Regions from separate parts of the Macaca mulatta genome. Here region 2 is linked to region 1. Evidence: chromatin contacts called from public Hi-C data. All regions are on one chromosome and are shown on one strand. Each heading gives the region's core, a stretch centred on a gene start, on an enhancer-like site or on the middle of the called end of the contact. The rest is flanking DNA. Distances are from core to core; before and after follow the strand shown. Region 1 holds the start of ECH1 (enoyl-CoA hydratase 1). Region 2 holds the start of SARS2 (seryl-tRNA synthetase 2, mitochondrial).

Region 1 (2,567 bases), core at 49-2,548:
TCCAGGCTGGACTGCAGTGGCGCTATCTAGGCTTACTGCAAGCGCCGCCTCCCAGATTCACACCATTCTCCAGCTTCAGCCTCCTAAGTAGCTGGGACTACAGGCGCCCGCCAACACGCGCGGCTAATATTTTGTATTTTTAGTGGAGACGGGGTTTCACCGTGTTAGCCAGGATGGTCTCAATCTGCTGACGTGATGCACCCGCCTCGGCCTCCCAAAGTGCTGGGATTACAGGCGTGAGCCACCGCTCCCAGCCAGCAGTTTTAAAGTACTTTTTATGCCTTCGGATAGCTGGCTTTTACCAAGGGAGTTTCGCTTTTTTTTTTTTTTTTAAGAACATGAACTTTTTTTTTTTTTTGAGACGGAGTCTTGCTCTGTCACCCAGGCTTGAGTGCAGTGGCGCAATCTCTGCTCATTGCAATCTCCGCCTCCTGGGCTCAAGCCATTCTCCTGCCTCAGCCTCCCGCTGGGATTACAGGTGCCGGACACCGCACCCAGCTAATTTTTGTATTTTTACTAGAGACGGGATTTTGCCATGTTGACCAGGCTGGTCTTGAACTCCTGACCTCCCGCCTGCCGCGGCCTCCCAAAGTGTATTACAGGCGTGAGCCACGCGCCGGCCTAAGAATATGAACTCTGGAACCATGTAATCCTACTTTAGCCCTTCTGAAGCCCAGAGACCTTGAACCTCGTGTCTTCCCGTGCCTGAGTCAGTTTCCTCTGCATATAGTGGGAAACAGTACGACCTCCCGGTGGGAGTTCATATACAGTCAGCGCTTAATGTTGGCTCGTCTGTACTCATTCCTTTACGTGGGTAAACTCACAGTAATGCAAGTTTTATTTTTAGTTAACATGATATATACACATGCATGATGACAAGCTCTGCTGCCATTATGTCCTTGGACGTTTCAGCTGTCGCCAATTATTCCACCATTATGAAACAGCGGTGTCATGAACTTTAGCAGGAGCTATTTTCTTTTCCTTTTTGGACTGAGTCTCCCAAGCTGGAGAGCTGGAGAGCAATGGCTCTATCTCGGCTCACTGCAAGCTCCGCCTCCCGGGTTCACACCGTTGCAGGAGCTATTTTCTCAGGCCAGGTTCCCACTGGGGCAAAGGGTCCTTTTCTGAGCTTGGCTCTAACTATGTAAGGCAACCGGAACTCGGCTGCCCTTAGTAAAGATGGCGGGGAGAACGGCGTCTTTGCCTGTCAGGCTGCGGCATCGGTGCCCTCGCTCAACATGGCGGCCGTTTGTGCCCGCCCCTTCCGCTAACTGGTGGGTTACTCGGTCCCAACGCCGTAGATGAAGGCGGCGGCGATGGCGGCGGGGATAGTGGCTTCTCGCAGACTCCGCGACCTACTGAGCCGGCGTGAGTCACCTCTTGACTTATGGTGGTGTATCGCGCTGTCGTGCTGTTATAGCAGCTGTAGGACGGGGAGGCCCATCCGGGGTCACGAAGGGCCCGAGTCCCCTAAATTCAGGGGTGCGTGTGCTCCCTTTTGAAGGGCTCCCTAATTCTATAGGCCTGTGTCTTGGAGTCTGGGGTCATCAAAGGCTCTTCCTTTCTCCGCAGGATTGACAGCCTCCAACTACTCGGGCCTCAGTATTAGCCTTCGCCTCACTGGCTCCTCTGCACAAGAGGAAGCCCCAGACCACAGCTATGAGTCCCTTCGTGTGACATCTGCGCAGAAACACGTTCTGCATGTCCAGCTCAACCGGCCCAACAAGAGGAATGCCATGAACAAGGCCTTCTGGAGGTGTGACCTGCAGATCCTGGAGGCCTGCCTGCTGGGGGAGGCGGGGGCTGCGGGACTGAGCCAGAGTGGAACCTTGTGGGGAGATGGACATGAGGGCAGGGTATTCCCACCCCATTTGTAGCCCTTCACTCGTTGCTTCACAGAGAGATGGTAGAGTGCTTCAACAAGATTTCGAGAGACGCTGACTGTCGGGCGGTGGTGATCTCTGGTGCAGGAAAAATGTTCACTGCAGGTACCAGACGCTCTTCACACACCCTACCAGCCTTCCCAGCTCCTGGCAATAGACAGTGGAGCAGTGCTTCTTAATTAGGATTTTAAGCAGCTTCTAACTTACACTTTTTTTGCTGTTCGTTTTGTTGTGTTTGTTTGTTTTGAGGCAGGGTCTTGCTCTGTTGTCAGTCTGGAGTGCAGTGGCGCAAACTCAGGTCACTGCAACCTCTGCCTCCCGAGTTCAAGCAATTCTCCTGCCTGGGACTACAGGCGCGGGCCACCACGCCCAGTTAATTTTTGTGTTTTTAGTAGAGACGAGGTTTCGCCATGTTGGCCAGGATGGTCTCGCTCTCCTGACCTCATAATCTGCCTGCCTCAGCCTCCCAAAGTGCTGGGATTATAGACGTGAGCCACCACTCCGACCCCTAACTTACAGTTTTATCTGTTTTTTGTGTGTGTGTGGTTTTTTTTTTTGGGAGACAGGATCTTGCTCTGTCACCCAGGTTGGAGTGCAGTGGCCTAATCATAAATCACTGTAACCTCAAATACTTGAGCTCAAGCCATCCTCCCACCTCGGCCTCCCAAAGTGCCAGGTTTACAG
Region 2 (2,567 bases), core at 28-2,527, 110 kb before region 1:
CCCGAGTAGCTGGGACTATAGGCACCTGCCACCACGCTCGGCTAGTTTTTGTATTTTTAGTAGAGACGGGGGTTTCACCATGTTGGTCAGGCTGGCCTCGAACTCCTGACCTCGGCCTCCCAAAGTGGTGGGATTACAGGCGTGAGCCACCACGCCCGACCAGGAAGCATTACTTTTAGTGCTGTTTAAAATAATAGGCTCATGCATGTAACCCTAGCACTTTGGGAGGCTGTAGAGGGATCACTTGAGCTCAGGAGTTAAGGCCAGACTGGGCGACACAGGGAGACCTCCGTCTCTACAAAAAATCAAAAAGTTAGCTGGTTGTGGTTCTGCAGGCCTGTGGTCCCAGCTACTTGGGGGACTGAGGCAAGAGGACCACTTGAGCCCAGGAGGTCAAGACTGCAGTGAGCTGTGATCACACCGCTGCACTCTAGCCTGGGCGACAGAGGGAGATCTTAAATAAATAAATAATAAAACTGACCGAAACTCCGCTTGACACGCAGTAGCCCTCCATGCAGCTGCTTCCCACCTCTTGCTCTAGCAGCCCGAGCTCCGCCAAAACCCCACCGTGTTTTTCCACCCCTGTTTCCCTCGGGGCTCCGACGGAAGCACACAAGTCCCAGAGCGAATAACCCTCCTCCTCTAGCCTCGTCCCTGAAGCCCGAGTCCCCCACTTACCACAAGTTAGGGACGTGTTGAGGCCACGGAGAAGGCCAGACCAGGACATCCTGCCGCCTGGGCCGTCCCTGTGGTAGGGATAAAAGATTCAGAAAGGAGGGAAAAGTGGCCGATCTGCAAATGCTGGCCGATCCGCTCTCAGGACCTTCTGGGTTAAATCAAAAGAAATACCTCTATAGGTCTAACCAAAGGCCCTCATGCTGCTAATAGAAAGTGCCTCCGTAAATTTAGCCTCGCTCTGAGTGGGCTCCCGAGAACCCAACCACTCTCGCCCGCACACAGCAAGAAGTGGGAAACTGGGGAGAGGGCCTGGTAGATTTGGAGGACCCCGGGATTCCACCGACCTCACGGGCCCTACCGGTGAGGTCGCGGACACGATGAATCCTGCCTCCAGCCTCTTCCGGGCGCTATCCGTGCAGGGATTGGCTGGTTCTGCCACGCGTCACTGAAGAGGCGGGACACAGACGACGATTGGGTGACGACCGACTCTATCTCGGTCGACCATCCTCAGGATCTGATTGGCTCGTCGCGATCAGGATCGCTGCTTTGCAATTGGTCTAAACGCAGAGTGGGTGGGACGAAGTGCCGCCTTGTCCCCGGTCCAAAATGGCTGCGTCCATGGTGCGGCGCTTGTGGCCTTTGCTGACTCGTCGGGGGCTCCGGCCCCATAGAGGCTGGATCTCCAACGGCAGTCCAAGGAGAAGTTTCGCTACAGAGAAACGAAACCGGAACCTCCTGTACGAGTATGCGCGCGAGGGCTACAGTGCACTCCCTCAGCTGGACATAGAGTGGTTCTGCGCATGTCCAGAAGAAGCCGCACGCGCCCTGGAGCTCCGCAAGGGGGAGCTGCGCTCGGCGGACCTGCCCGCGATCGTGAGTGTGCCTGCGCCGGCCGGCGGGAACAGGCTGTTTGTTTTGCGGAAGAATTGGGTCTGCAAGATGCCCTGCGGCAGGGGGCGAACCTATTGTAGGAATTTTAGTTCCTTCCCAAGTTAGCCAACGTCTTGTGCATGGCACCCACTTATGTGCCAGTTGTCCAGTGAGTGCTGAGGCTTTACTGTGTGCCAAGAATGCCTACTGTGTCCTAGACACGCATTATGCGCTTGTTTCTTACTGCTCACTGGGTACCTACTGTCCTCTAGGAACTTGCGATGTGACATTGCCCTCCGTGCTCCAGCTTCATGGCAGCCTTTCCCTAAGACCACAAAGGAAAATGGGGAGCCAAGTGTGAATCGGACGGGGTCAGGGCTGGGGTGTGATGGAGCTCTTGCCTTTGGAGAGTGAGATAGGGAGAGTTCTGCATCTCCGCCACACATAGCAGGCAGTTAAATAGAGTTAATGAATGAATGAATGAATCCATTAGTGGATGGTTCTATTAACCTGATACTTAAGGTGCAACTGCTATGTTGAATTATGTGGTGAATAATAATAAAATTGCTACCACTTATAAAAGGGAATTAGGACCGGGTTCACGATATCTCTGTTGAGGTGCTAAGGATAGTGGGGTCCCCACTTCTTCCCATTCCTCTCTTAGACTCCCCTACCAGCCTGTTTGAAGTGCTTTATTCACTTTTACCTCGTTTAATTTTCACAACAACTCTATGAAGTCGGTGCCATTATTTCTCCCATTTTATCAGAGGAACTAAGGCTCCGAGAAGCTAATTCACTTGCGCTAGGTCATGCAACTGGGAAGTGGCAGAGTGGGAATTTTAACCTGTGCTTTCTGGCCCAGAATCCACTTTTTTTGGTTGTTTTTTTAAGAGATAGGGTCTTGTTCTGTCGCCCAGGATGGAGTACAGTGGTACAATTCAAGCTCACTACAACCTTGAACTTCTGGGCACAAATAATCCTCCCACTCAGCCTCCCGTGTAGCTGGGACTACAGGCAGA

The links. Hi-C and Micro-C count contacts between places; a contact is called where the count stands out from the background.
Region 2: a Hi-C map of cortical neurons shows a contact between it and region 1, with 2.4 times the contacts expected there. The contact joins the promoter of SARS2 here to the promoter of ECH1 in region 1. A contact is called at or near these places in 2 of 14 Hi-C or Micro-C datasets (cortical neurons and fetal cortex germinal zone).

What each region holds. Positions count from the first base shown.
Region 1 is chr19:49,922,495-49,925,061 of T2T-MMU8v2.0, reverse strand. It overlaps ECH1 (enoyl-CoA hydratase 1), which reads left to right and starts at 1,298. Exons shown (of 9, transcript XM_077982737.1): 1 at 1,298-1,368; 2 at 1,573-1,756; 3 at 1,900-1,988. The coding sequence starts at 1,302.
Region 2 is chr19:50,028,826-50,031,392 of T2T-MMU8v2.0, reverse strand. SARS2 (seryl-tRNA synthetase 2, mitochondrial) reads left to right here and starts at 1,277. Exons shown (of 17, transcript XM_077982690.1): 1 at 1,277-1,551. The coding sequence starts at 1,285. MRPS12 (mitochondrial ribosomal protein S12) reads right to left here and starts at 1,064. Exons shown (of 3, transcript XM_015123882.3): 1 at 1,023-1,064; 2 at 679-746. The coding sequence starts at 727.